Linked DNA regions of Oryctolagus cuniculus: region 2 is linked to region 1. A link is a contact called in public Micro-C data. All regions are on one chromosome and are shown on one strand. Each heading gives the region's core, a stretch centred on a gene start, on an enhancer-like site or on the middle of the called end of the contact. The rest is flanking DNA. Distances are from core to core; before and after follow the strand shown.

The links. A called contact is a pair of places that touch in the nucleus more often than the background predicts.
Region 2: a Micro-C map of ear pinna shows a contact between it and region 1, with 2.5 times the contacts expected there. The contact joins the promoter of PTBP3 here to the enhancer-like site in region 1. A contact is called at or near these places in 2 of 6 Hi-C or Micro-C datasets (ear pinna and an unstated tissue).

What each region holds. Positions count from the first base shown.
Region 1 is chr1:215,766,229-215,773,444 of mOryCun1.1, forward strand. All of the region lies in intron 1 of SUSD1 (sushi domain containing 1), which reads right to left. Among named protein-coding and RNA genes, the nearest start is that of SUSD1, 6.8 kb to the right of the region's middle. Within about 2 kb of position 3,428, at least 2 of the 8 cell types and tissues checked have an H3K27ac peak or open chromatin away from gene starts, as enhancers often do. A contact at or near this core is called in ear pinna, where this site is marked.
Region 2 is chr1:215,921,207-215,928,422 of mOryCun1.1, forward strand. PTBP3 (polypyrimidine tract binding protein 3) reads right to left here and starts at 3,652. Exons shown (of 14, transcript XM_051843126.2): 1 at 3,422-3,652.

The DNA of each region.
Region 1 (7,216 bases), core at 2,178-4,677:
ACCTTTCCCTTACTCTGGTGTTCGATGTGTTTTGTGGTGGCCTTACAGCTGTCACTATGTGGTTTGTCCATCTCTCTCTCTCTCTCTGTCCCTCTTCTCTCTAGTAAATAAATGTTTAGGGGCCAGAGTTGAGGCACAGCAGGTTAAGCTACTTGCTTCATCAGGTACCCCATTTCGATGTATCAGTTCGAGTCCCAGCTGCTCTGCTTCTAATGGAGCTACCTGCTAATGAGCCTGGGAAGGCAGCTGAAGAGGGACCAGTGCCTGAGCCCCTCAACTCACATGGGAGACCCACATAGAATTCTAAGGTCCTGGCTTCAACCTGACTCAGACTTGGATGTGCAGCCATTTGAAGAGTGAAATAATGAATGGAAAATCAGTTTTTCTACCTTTCAAATAAATAAATCTTTTTAAAAAATGTTTTTAGGGGCTGGTGTTGTGGCATAACAAGTAAAGCCACCACCTGCAATGCCAGCATCTCATATGTGTCGCTCCCCCTCTTTGCGGAGGAACGACACAGGACCCTGCGTTGTTCTTTTGTCTGCTCGGCCCTCCCCGGGTTTGCTGCTGGTTCTTCCCGGGTTGGCTATCGACCCTTCCACCTCCGTGGAAGGGCGGTTCCCCCTGCCACTTTCCCCACTTCCGCGGGGGAGCGGCACACCACCGGCCGGCTCTCTCGGGGGCTGCTCAGGTGTTCCTTCAGATAGATGTTCCCGGTGCATGTTGTCTCTCTCCTCCTTTATAGTCCTCTTCCACCAATCCCAACTCTGCTACCCACACGCCGAGTACGCTGCTCTCCTCCAATCAGGAGCAGGATCAGCTCCTGCAGGTCATCACTCAAGTTGGCGAGAGGCAGCTGCATAGAAGTTGTTACTCCGTTCTCAGCGCCATATTGTGGGAGAGCAGATGCATAGAATAAGTCTTAATTCCAGTAACAGTCTAGTCCGAGTTGCTCCCCACAATATGGGTGTTGGTTTATGTCCCAGCTGCTCAACTTCCAATCTAGCTCTCTGCTAATGCACCTGGGAAAGCAGCATAAAATGGCCCAAGTATCAGAGCCCCTGCCACCCAAATGGGAGACCCAGATGAAGTACCTGGCTCCTGGATTTGGACTGGCTCAGCCCTGGCCATCGCAACCATCTGGGGTGTGAATGAATAGACAGAAGACCCATCTTGGGGGCCGGCACTGTGGCATAGTGGGTAAAGCCACTGCCTGCAGTGCCAGCATCCCATATGGGCATCGGTTCAAGTCCCAGCTGCTCCATTTCCAATTCAGCTCTCTGCTATGGTCTGGGAAAGCAGCAGAAGATGGCCCAAGTCCTTTTGCCACACGCCCATGTGGGAGACCCAGAAGAAGCTCCTGGCTCCTGGCTTCGGAGCGGCCAATGGCCATTGAGGCTGTTTGGGTAGTGACCAGTGAATGGAAGACCTCTCTCTGTCTCTGCATCTCTATAACTCTGCCTTTGAAATAAATAAATAAATCTTTAAAAAGAAAAAAAGATCAATCTCTCTCTTTCAAGTGAAATAAATCATTTTTTAAAAGTTTTTTTAATTAAATGAGAAACAGAAATACAGTGTGAACTCCAAAGCACTATGCAAATGTATGCAAATGAACATCCATGTCTATTTCCATAGATCTTGTTACCATTAGAAACAGTCTGCAATATGCAGTGCCTGGCATTGGGCATAGTGGTTAAAACACTCAAGTTATAACCCTAGCTCTGCCACTTACTAGCTGTGTAACCCTTGGTGCGCTCTGTTCCTCGGTTTTCTATACATCTGTAAATTAAGGATAGCAACCTTACCTCCTACAGTTATTGTAAGGATTAGAAGGTAAGTGAGTCAACACACATAATGCAACTACGATACGTTAGGCCTTGCTAAAACAGCCACCCAACAACTCCTTGTTCATGGAAGAACCAGCCAATTCCGCTAACTGGGAAGAATAACGGAGGACCGTACCCAGTGCACAAACCCATAGCAGCAGCTTTGGGTGGGCAGTGGCTGACCTGTTCATGGGCTGACACCTTAGAAACCATCCAATCCATCCACATTTACATAAGCACTCTCCTCCCCGTCCTCCCCTACCCGCCCAGCCCCCCGGGAAAACCCGACTCAAAAGGCACCATCCAGCTCCCCCTCTCTTCATCCAGGTCCACCTGCTCCTCGCTCTGTGACAACTAAGCAACCCTGCTGCTCAGGATGGCACACAGGCAGGGGTGCAGGTGGTCTCAGGGCACAAGTGGAACGCTCGATGGTAAAGCCATCTTGCTTGACATAAGCTCCAGTTGTTCAGAGCTAAGTTACTGCAGGAGTGCCTTGAGACTCTGTTTCGCAAGCTTGTAAAGACATGCGGAGACAGAACGTGGGCTGAGGAAGTACGCGGAGGGGGCCCAAAACTCAGCGAGGAAGGCAATAGTCTCCACCACCCCTGAAACCGCCTTGCCCTTAAGGGACTGCATCAAACTCCGCCCCCCTCCACTGCCCCCAGATGGAAGGAACCTGGGAAACCTCACTCCCTCTCCCCTCCAACATCCTGGCAGTAAAAAAAATAAATAAATAAAACAACTGCAGAAACAAAAACATAACCTCTGCTTCAAAATGCCCCAAGATGGAGAGCTCCCTACTCCCTCAAACAGTGAAATGCTTTAGGGCAACCTGAACCGTCGGACAGTCCCCATCTACAGCCTGGACACCTTCTCTCGTGCAAAGCTGTTCAGTTTCCTTGTGCTTTCTTCTGTTTACTTTCTTGTTTCACCAAGATCCATGGGCCGAGGGCCCCACACTTGGCCTCTGGGCCAGAAACCGCTGCACACCCAGGCCCCAGTCCCCATGCTGAGTCTTGAGTTAAGGCAGCCATTAACGCAGGCCCCACCCCATCACTCACGTCCGGCGGCCACGCACCGCGCCCCTGCCTGTTCCCGCCACACGCTGCCTCACACCTGACTCATTCTCCAGCTGCATGCATGCCTTTTCTCCTTCCATGCAATTCACTTCCCACCTCGGCTCTACGCAGCTGAGGTCAACAGACCACTACTTATCGTTTTGAGCCACAGAGACCTGGGAGTCCACTTGAAGATGTGTCGGGTGTTCTTTTAAATAATTTTTTAATTATTTTTATTTATTTATTTGAAAGGCAGGCAGGCAGAGCTCTCATCCACTGACTCACTCCCCAAAAGCAGATAATAGCCAGGACTTGGCTGGGCTAACTCAATCCGGGTCTCCTAGACTCAATTACTTCAGTTCTCAGCACTGTCTCCCAGGGTGCCCAGCAGCAGGAAGCTGGAATCCACAGTGGAGCCAGGACTCAGAGTGAGGCATGCAGGCATCCCAAATGGCAGTCTAGACACTAAGCCAAACTCCCGTCTCCCATGTTAGGATCCAGCCAGAAGGCTGACGATATGGCCAGGACAGAGTCCCTGCAGGTGGAAGACAGGTCAGAGGGGATCTTCAAACCCTCGGATCCTGTCCACTACATCAAGCAACTTTCAATCACTCCAAAACCATCCACCGTCTCCTCCCCGTCCCCACTCTGAAGAACAAACGTGGCTGGCGCCGCAGCTCACTAGGCTAATCCTCCACCTGCAGCGCCGGCACACCGGGTTCTAGTCCCGGTCAGGGCGCCGGATTCTGTCCTGGTTGCCCCTCTTCCAGGCCAGCTCTCTGCTGTGGCCCGGGAGTGCAGTGGAGGATGGCCCAAGTGCTTGGGCTCTGCACCCCATGGGAGACCAGGAGAAGCACCTGGCTCCTGCCATCGGATCAGCGCGGTGTGCCGGCCGCGGCGGCCACTGGAGGGTGAACCAACGGCAAAGGAAGACCTTTCTCTCTGTCTCTCTCTCTCTCTCTCACTGTCCACTCTGCCTGTCAAAAAAAAAAAAGAACGAACATGCCGCTGTGATTATGAAGACCGCGTGACGCCCACGCCAGGACAGGCACGACCAGGGGAGCCGGGTGCGCGTCACAGCTGCCCCACGCTCGCACCACGGCTCCACCGCGCCCCATGATTCTCAAGGCCTCCGAGCCTTCCCGCTCTGGCCTTCTGAACCCAGCCAGGCCTGAGCCGGCAAGTCCCACAGCCACTCCCAGACTCACAGCAACGCCAGAGGAAGGTGAAGGAACAGGAGTGACAGGTTCCACCCTCCTGGCTCATTCCTAACCTTTGGGTTCCCCAGGCGCCTGGCACCACACCCAGCCGCCCACCCCCACCTGCCAATACCCTCCTGCTCGACCCATTATCCTCTCAGCCTTCCCTGGCACACCCAGGCCAGCCGACTGCAGCTCCCCTTCCCCACACGTCTCCCTCACTAAACGCCATCCTGCACACGTGGTCAGCAAGAGACTGGTCAGCCCCCACATGGAAACAGAACTCTGACCCACAATCTGCAGCCATCAGACCGGGAACTCAAACCACAACCTCTGTAGCAATCAGCCCAGCGGGGTTGGACTTAGTAACGGCCAGTTTTGCTTAATTTTTGCCCCTCCTTCCAACTTAGGGCCAACCCATTAACCAATCACACAGGATGCCTGCTGCTCGTGAGGCTCTTCCAGCTTCCCCAGGCAGAGCCGTCCCTTTCACTCACCACAAATCTTTCCCACCTCACCGCCTGCTTTTCAGTCTCTGCCGAACACGTGCCCTGGGGGCTGCCTCCCTTGCTACGGCCTCTCTTCTCACTCGGGTGGTCTTTGTGCCTTCCCACTCTGAAGTCCCAATGCAAGCCACAGTCCTGATGCACAAGCGCTTTGTCCACTAAACAACCCCGCGTGACACACTGTCAAGTGTATGACAACGCCAAGGGCACGGCATCGCTGGTGCCACAAAGAGAAGTAGAGAGTGCTAACGAACTTCCCAGAAGCAGGGGCAAGTGGACTGGTTGGGAAATGTGCACTACGTAGACAGCTGCGAGAGGGAAACAGCAGTGCTCCATTCTTCCCTCCCCTACTTACAAGCTTACTTGGCTCAGCTAAATCTCTTATGTTTGCATTTTTCAACTCCTCCTTCTCTGCTGAATAATAATCTTCCTAAGTCTAAACTGAGCTCACTTTACACCGTGCCCCCTGATATGCTGCACTGACCAGGCCAGCCCAACTGAAAGCAATCTTCCTTGTCCTTTTAATTTGTTTAAAGAATGCCAGGGCAGGCATTTGGCACAACAGTTACGATGCCGCTTGTGGGGCCGACACTGTGACATAGCAAGTAAAGCCGCCACTTGCAGTGCTGGCATCCCATATGGGCACCAGTTCTAGTCCCGGCTGCTCCACTTCCGATCCAGCTCTCTGCTATGGCCTGGGAAAGCAGTAGAAGATGGCCCAAGTCCTTGGGCCCCCACACCTGCATGGGAGACCTGGAAGAAACTCCTTGCTCCTGGCTTCGGATCAGCCTAGATCTGGCCATTGATGGAAGATCGATCTCTCTCTTTCTCTGCCTCTGCCTCTCTGTAACTCTGCCTTTCAAATAAATATTCAATAGTCAATATTAATATTAATAAATAATATTAATATTGAATATTAATAAATATCCAAATATTAAAAAATAAAAATGCTGCTTGGGATACCTGCAACGCACATTCAAGTGCCAAAGTTCAAGTCCAGCTTCTCGCTACTGTGCACCCTAGGAGGCTGCAGGTGACAACTCAAGGACCTGAGTCCCTAAGACCCACTCAACATGGAGAACTCAGATTGAGTTCCAGACTCCTGGCTTCAGCCTGACCCAGCCAGTGACAGCTGTTGTGGGCATCTGGGGACTGAATTAGAGAACAGAAAATCTCTGTCTCTGTCTCTCTGCCTTTCAAATAAATATGAAAAGCTTATCTATTCCTCAGCCAAAGTCTCTGCCCTCACTCCAGAGCCCTGTACATCTGATACCCGCCCTCAGTGCCCTGCTTGCTCTGAGTCACCACAGCCTAGAGTCAACAAATCCAAAGCCTTTTTCTCAACCTCCACCCCTAGTCTTCCCGTCTCCCGGTTTCCACCAGTCCAGTCTTCCTGCCGCCTGCTTCCTGCTGGCTACTGCTGCTTTCTCTTCTCTTGCATCTCCTGTCTCAGCTTGGTCTTCCCCGGGAGTCTATCCTTGATGCTCTGGTTTGAATATGTTCCCTACAAATTCATGTGCTGGAAACTTAATCCCCAAATTCCCATGTTAAAGACTTCTGGGGGTAGGGCCTTTGGGAGGTAATCAGGAGCCCCTTATGATGGCATCCGTGGCTTTAAAAGAGGAAAAGAGACAAGAGCTTCCATGCACGCTGCTTCTCTCTCTCTCTCCCCCATCCCTCCCTGTCCCTACCACGTTATGATTTTTTTTTAATTGACTTATTTATTGACTTGAGAGGCAGAAAGAGGAAGAGACTAAGGGAGGTCTTACATCCACTGGTCCACTCCCCAAATGGCCACGGCAGCCAGAGCTGGGTCAATCCAAAGCCAAGAGCCAGGAGCTTCTTCCAAGCCTCCCACGGGGATACAGGGACCCAAGCACTTGGGCCATCTTGTGCTGCTTTCCCAGGCCATCAGAAGGGAGCTGGATAGGAAGTGGAGCAGCCAGGACACAAACCGGTGCCCATATGGGGTGCTGTTGTACCCGAAACGTCCGATTCCCACCAATTGAGACCACCAGGAGCCGAGGCTGATGCAAACGCAAGAGTTTTATTTCAAACTCGAGTTTGGTCCAACATCCGCACCAGGCACAGCTGGGCTGGATCGGCGGCCCCTACAGTAAGGTCGTTAGGGTTTTTATACAGTTGAACAAACAAGTTTGGCTATACAGCATCTGATAGGCTCATATTTTAAATTTATACTTGTCGTTTTATGATTGGCTGAAGTATAGGGTCCAAGCCGCTAGGGTGTACGTGCCAAACAGCAGGGTTTCGGGATGTTATCAACTACCTTAACTGCCTGAAAAGATACCTGGAACTTTAAGTATTTCCCTGTTTTCTGCTAATTGGCTGTTGCTAGGAGAGTTTATTGTAAGGGGAGTTTATTTTTTTCTTTTAGGAGCTTTTGGCTTAGGGTTCAGGGCCCAATCAGGCCTGAGTTACAAGATGGAGGCCTAGTCTAAAATAGCTGTGTCTTGATACAGGCTCAGGTCTCACAATGCCAGCGCCACAGGTGGAGGTGTTTTTTTTTGTTTGTTTGTTTGTTTGTTCGTTTTTTTAAGATTTATTTATTTATTTGAAAGTCAGAGTTACACAGAGAGAGAAGGAGAGGCAGAGAGAGAGAGAGGTCT
Region 2 (7,216 bases), core at 2,402-4,901, 160 kb after region 1:
TACTATAATTACTAATGAAAACACAGGTAAAGCACCTGGCACACAGTAAGTAATGAAAAAATAAGTATCAACTGCTATTATTATTTTATTACTTGCAAGCACAATCATGAAAGAGGATAAAAGAACAAGATATGAAGAAAATCAGAGTGTAGTTTACATTTAACTGCTAAAACAAAACAAAAACAAAAAACTTCTTGTTAGTCCATGTTTCTTTGAGCTGCCCTTTCTTCGTATTTCATAAATAATAACATAGTTCCTCCTTATAAATATATAAAATGCAAACTACAGATCTACTCACGTTGGAGCTAAATAAAAATAAAAAGTCATCACCATACAAATAAACAGATAATTCTATGAACAGGTGAGATGATTTCACCATTGGAAAAAATGCAAAAAACTAAGATATAAAAATGCTTATGAAAGGAGAGTAAAAGATTCCTACCTTTAAACCGACTGCTATAAGATCTGTAACAACACTGTATGGAAAAAGTAAAAAGAGAAAATGGAAAACAAAGTTAGAGAACAAGTTTTTAAAAGACAGAGATAATAAGATTAAAGAAAAAAGAAAAAGCATTACAATAACAAATAATAAAAATAAGAATGTGATGAGTTATGAAATGTTAATACAAAGAAAAATGATGGGACAGTCTAGCAACAGCAGAGTATAAAAGCAAAGACTGGGCAACAATATAAGAAATCACCTCACTATTTAGAAAAGTGTAATTGTGCTTCAACAAAATGATTATGTGTTTACTCATTTACCTTTACTTAACAAACTCAAACCAAAACTTAAAGTTACTACGTTCTTTTAAATCACTGGTATGAATGATCATGTCTAAAATTTTAAATGAAACAAAACTAGTGCTTGGATTTTACAGAAGTCTAAGATATTTTGCGAATCGGCCATTTCCCAACCATGATTGCGCACCAAAATATACTTAAGTCAATCTCTGAGAGCTAAAATAAATATGAACATCAAGTTTCAGACATCAAAATTTTCAGAGAAACGATTTGCCTTTTAGAAAATTCTACCATGTCAAAACTGTGCTTAAGTTCAAATTATCTCTTAGCGGGAAATGAGCACATACACACACACAAAAGGCAGCTGGAATTTGAAGAGGAACTAAAAAGAAGACTATGTTGCCTGGTGGTTTGTTTGTTTTTAAACTACCCAACATAAGGGAAAGATAACTTTTCAGGTTGTGGGAAAATAGAGAAATTTAATTAACCTCCAAAAGGCAAAAATTCACTGTATTCAACACCATATCTTTCAAGACCAGAGTGTAAAAACTCCTATTATAAAGTTCTGCCATACAAAAATGTATCTCTTCTATGTCTTCAATCAATACTTTACCTCCCTATCTGCTAAAAGAAAGTAGAAGTCAATTCCACACTCTGTTAATAACCTACAATGTCATCATCACTTCATAAAAGTAAACAAATATATGACTCTGGGTGGACTGTTAAGCCATGTAATTTGTTTTAAACAATAACTATGTCGATTTTGTTTTTCCTTCTAGACCTTTGAAACTTGAAAGTAAAACTGTGCAATACCTATGGTTACTAGTCCTGACACAGGCGGCCAATCATGCTCCTACTTGAGCTACCTAATGAACTTACCTTCCACTATCTGTGTCACTACCCTCCATATTTAGACCAATAAACTCATTCTTCACTTCAAAACCACAAACTTTTTAAACACTAGCCAAAGAATAAGCTGGCACTGCTCAGTTGTTCAAGAGCTTAACAAAGAAGTTCCAAAAGTTGTTTTTATTATAAAACTTTTCTTTATTATAACTATAAATTTTAGGACAGGAAAAGCTAGCTTGCTTCCCTAAATAAAGTCAAACCTTCTAGCCACAATTCCCTACAAATACCAAAACAATAATTTCATGGCCTTCCTGGACTGAAAACTGGCATAATGACACAAATCATTGAAACAGCAAAATCTTGCACATACACAAAATGTAACTGAGTAAGGTAATGTGAAATAGACCTAAATCTTCCACAGTGTTCGCAGAGAGCTTCAACTAGACAATAAAGCATTTCCATCTACATAAAAAGCAATACTTTAAAGATGATCACAACCATAAATTCTAAAATTGTAATTTGATGTCTTTAAGAGCGTGCAATCTGGATTCAAATGAGTTATTCCCTAGTATCACACATTTCGTATTGTGAAACTAAGATAAATGAAATCTTATGAGGACAAAAATTGTTGGAAGATTCCATCGTCTTTACACAGCACGACAACAACCATCATGCATGGCAACATGTAAGTGGCTTTCACTGTCCAAGCTAGTCCCGCATCTTCCACAAGCAAGGGGCTTATAGAAACCTTATCATCCAAAGTAGGTAACAGGCCAAGCAAAACCTCAAGTGTAAAATGGAATAAATAAATGGATTCGCAACCTCTAACTCGGACAGAGCTGGGACTTTTCTAAATCCTGATGCACATACTACGAACCTTCAATTAATTTACCAAAATCCTAGTTTTTTTTCCTAATAATTAACATGTCAGGTCCCACCCTACACCCCGAGTCCCCAGAGAAACTGTTTTACAGTGCAGGTGATTCCAAATTTTTGTTATTATTTTAAAGGTCGAGGACCTAATCCATTTTTGAGCCTCTGAAAGCTGCCTGAAAAATGACACTTTCACAGTGTTTTTCACACACACAGGACAGCGCGATCAGGAAGTTTCTCAGGGGTGGGGGCGCGACGGGGAAGGGTCCGCGGCCACCAGGTCGCGGTACCAGACGCTAGGTACCCAGAAATGACTACCGTATCCCCACAGCCCGGGTCGGGGGACCTGGGCCAGTGCCCGGCGGCCCCGAGCCTCCCCGCGCCGGGCCGGGGTTCGGCACCCGGTCGCCGCCCAGACGTGTCCGGACGCGCGCGCTCGCCGCTCGCCTCGCCGCCGGGGAGAGCGCCGGCACTCGCCCCACCTCGCCGGTAAACAGCAACTCCCCAGGCGGCAGGACCGGAGCGCGGCAGGACCGGCGCCCGCCCCGAGCGCCGCCTCCGCCTCCCCCGGCGCCGCGCACCATTTTTTGAGAGGAAGTGTCGGGAGGCCGGCCGGCCGGCCAGGCTCCCGGGACTCGGAGCGCGAAGGGCGGACCCGGCCCCCCGGCGGCTGCACCGGGTTCCCCTTCGCTTCCCGGGGTGTGCGCTGTTGCGGGTGTGAAGGGGCGGACGCCGCGGGGCCGCCGCGTGCAGGAAGGAGCGGCTGCGGCGCACGGCGCCTCCGCGACTCGGAGGTCCCCCCACCGAGGCGCCCGGAAGCCCCGCCGTCGAGCCCGGCCGGAGCCGCTCCTCGGGCCGCCGGCGCCGCGCCCGGGCTCCCCGGCCTTGGCGGGACGCGCCGAGGGAGGAAGCGGGGCCAGCGCAGCCCGGCACGGCCGCCGCGCCGCCAAGCACTTACCCATCCATGGCCCAGTTGGAGGAGCGCACGGTGCGGGAACTGACGGGCTCACCGCGAGCGGAGCAGGCCAGGCAGCGGCAGCTGGGCGGCTCCGGGGACTGACGTGCGGCGCCTCTGCCGAGCCCCGGCCGGTCGGAGGTGGAAGGAGAGTGGGAAACAGGGGCGGGGACCGGGCACGCTCCCGCCACCGCCGCGCCCCCGCCTTCCCCACCCCGCGAGCGCGTCCCCGCTTGGCCTGACCCCGCCCCCGCGGCGTCGACGCCCTCCCTGGGGGCCCGCCCCTGCGCTCGCACCCACCCTTGGCCCGCTTTCAGCCGGCCTCCGGCTCGGCTCCAGGGCGCCCTCTTCCTGCTGTCTGTCGGCGTGAGGCCCCGCCCCCTGGCTCTCGGCCCGGCGCGCGTGCGCGCCCCCGGCACCTCCCCCCGCCTGCGTTCGCGGGAGCGCGCGCCTTGTGCTTCCCGCTCCGCCGTCCGCCCCGCCCCGGCTGCGCGGGTCTTCCGGCTTCGCAAGCTGGGGCGGTCCGGCTTGAACTCCTCCCTCTGCCGGCGGGAAAAGCCTGGGGGGAACCTGGCTCGTTCGCGTAGGTAAGGGTGTCCCTCCAGGACCCCAGGACAGAGGCGGAATTGCCCCCCTGTCGGTGGCGCACCGGAGGCCACCCACTGGCCGTGGTCAGCGGAGCGCCGGCCTGCAGACCTAGGGAGGGTCGAGCCCCGATCCGGACGGGCCCTGCGATCGGCCGTCGCCCGCGAGGTGCGGTTGCGAAGACGACTGAGGCTCTGAGACCCCCCGGACTGGAGGACCTCTGAGTTTTTCACGGGGCTCTCAGGGTGCGAGTTGACCTGAAACGTTCAGTGCATTACCGGCGTGTTCCGAAAGTTCGCTCATTCATTCCTCAGGGGTGTGTGTTTGGGGGAAGAGGGTGTTTAGGAAAAGATTATTCGCTTTTTTCGGTTGAAAAATACAGACATGGAGTGATTTGCCCGCGATTTCATAACGAGGAAACTTTTGCACAGAGCCCTTCCCTGTAATCTGAGAAAAAAAAAAGATATTTATTTACATATTATCTATAATGGGTGTATATAACCAGCGACCATACGCTTTTTTTTTCTCCTTTTGTAGTCTTAGTTCTGAGATTTGAATGATTTTTTTCCATCCCCAGATCACCAAAACGTGAGCCATTAAATGCTGTCTTCAACCAAATTATTTTGCTCTCCTAGAAAAGTCCCTTCCCTCTGTCACCTCATTTGAAAAGCAAGTGGGGGCTCCTGAAAAGATTTAAACTGGATTCACCCATCGTGCAGTCAGTACTTATTGCGCATGTACTGTGTGCCAGCCACTGCAGGGATACGCAAAAATTAGATTCCACCCTTCAGGACTGGGTAGACCCCTTGGTCAGTGTATGGCTTTTGTGGACAAAAAAGAAATCTTTAAATAGGGTATATAATTCACTAAGGACATGTTTTAAGTACTTCAGTCCCTTTTTCCCAAAACGTTGAGTGTATATATTTTTTTGTATGTTAAGTCCTAAGACTAAATTTGCAAACATTGCCACCCTGCATTGTCAGGTGGAAATTTAAGGTTTCAGGGGCTGGCACTGTGGTATGGCGGCTAAGCCAAGGCCTGAGTCCAGAATCCCAGCTGCTCCACTTTCCATCCAGCCCTCTGCTAATGTGCCTGGAAAAACACCAAAAGATGGCCCAAATGCTTGGGCCCCTGCACCCACCTGGGAGACCCAGAAAAAGCTCCTGGCTTTGGCCTGGCCTAGCCACAGTCACTGTGGCCATGTAGGGAGTGAATCACCAGATGGAAGCTCTCTCTAAGTCTCTGAAACTCTGTCTTTCAAGTGAATAAACAAATGTTTAAAAAAAAAATGTTTAATTGAGAATAAGGAGCTAATGCAGTCAATTTGGAGTATATTTTGTTGATAGTGATTCATATGTTTGAAAGGCAAAGAGAGATCTTCCATCCACTGGTTCACTTCCCAGATGGCTGCAAGGAGCCAGGAACTTCAAGCAGGCCTCCCACAGAGGTGGCAGGGGCCCCAGCACTTAGACCAAATTTCACTGCTCTCCTAGATGCATCAGCAGGGATCTGGATCAGAAATGGAGCAGCTGGGACTTGGGATTCAAACTAGCACCCATTATGGGATACCAGTGTCACAGGCAGTGGCTTAACCTGCTGTGCCACAATACCAGTCTCTGATGAAATTTAGTATCTTAATTTTTAAATTTGGTATTCAATATTAAATATTTAAAAAATGTATTTCCTACAGTATTGAGTTCCTGGCTTCTGATTTCAGCCTGGCCCACCCTAAGCTATTGTGGGCATTATGGAAATGAACCACAGATGAGAAATCTCTGTCTTTTTGTCTTTCAAATAATATTTTTTTAAAATCTGAAATATGTGAATCCTTTAAAAAATTCACTCTCTATTTTATAAATAACACATAAACATATTCCCTATTTCGATTTTTTTAAACTTTTATGTCATTATAGAAATTTTCAAGCATACAAACAATAATTATCCAGATTGTGTTTTGTTTTGTTTTCTAAGATTTTATTTATTTGAAAGGAAAAGTTAAAACAAGAGAGAGATCTTCTGTTCACTGGTTCATTCCCAAAATGACCGCAATGGCCAGAGCTAAAGGAACTGTAACTCATATAGGATGTAGGTGTCATAGGCAGCAGCTTAACTGTTGCACCACAATGCCAGCCCCCCCAGTCATCAGTTTTAAATAAGATCAATATGTGGAATTAGTGCTGTGATGAATGGGCTAAGGTGGTGCTTGGGAAGCCTGCATCCCATTTTGGAGTGTCTCCGACAGAGTCCCACATCTTCCCATTCAGCTTCCTGTTAATTTGCACCCTGGGAAGCAACAGGTGATGGCTCAAGAACTTGGGTTCTGGGGCCAGTGCTGTGGCATATCAGGTAAAGCAGCCACCTGCAGTGTTGGCATCCCATATGGACATTGGTTCGAGACCTGGCTGCTCCACTTCCAATCCAGCTCTCTGCAATAGCCTGGGAAAGCAGTAGAAGATGGCCTAAGTCCCACCCATTGGAGAATGGGAAGAAGTTCCTGGCTCCTGGCTTAGGATCAGCCCAGCTCCAGCCATTGTGGCCATGTGGGGAGTGAAGCAGAGGATGGAAGACTCCTCTCTCTCTCTTTCTCCATATCTCTCTCTCTCTCTGCATCTGCCTCTCTGCAACTCTGCCCTTCAAATAATAAATAAATAATTCTTAAAAAAAAAAAAAAAAAGCCTGGGTTCTAACCACCCGTGTAGGAGACCCAGAAGAAATTCCTGACTTCTGACTTCAGCTTTGCCCAGCCCTACCTCTTACAGGCATTTGGAGAGTAAACTGGTAGATGGAAAATGTCTCTCTCTCTTTTTCTTTCTGTCATTCAGCTTTTCAAATAAAATCATCAAAATTATCATAGAGAAGAGTGGTTCTCAATTACTAACATGCATCAGAATCATCTGGAGGACTTGTTAAACAGAAATTAGTTTTTTAATATTTATTTGTTTGAAAGGCAGAAAGAGAGACATCTTCCATCCACTGGTTCACTCCCCAGATGGCCGAAATGGCTGGGGCTAGGCCAGACTGAGGACAGGAGCCAGGAGCTTCTCCCATGTGAGTGTATCAGCAGGGAGCTGGATCAGAGGTGGAGCAGCCAGGACTTGAACTGGCACCCATATGGTATGCCAGCATTGCAGGCAGTGGCTTAACCTGCTACACTACAATGTCAGCCCCAAATGATTTATTTCTGATTCAAGAATGGGACCTAAAAATTTGCAT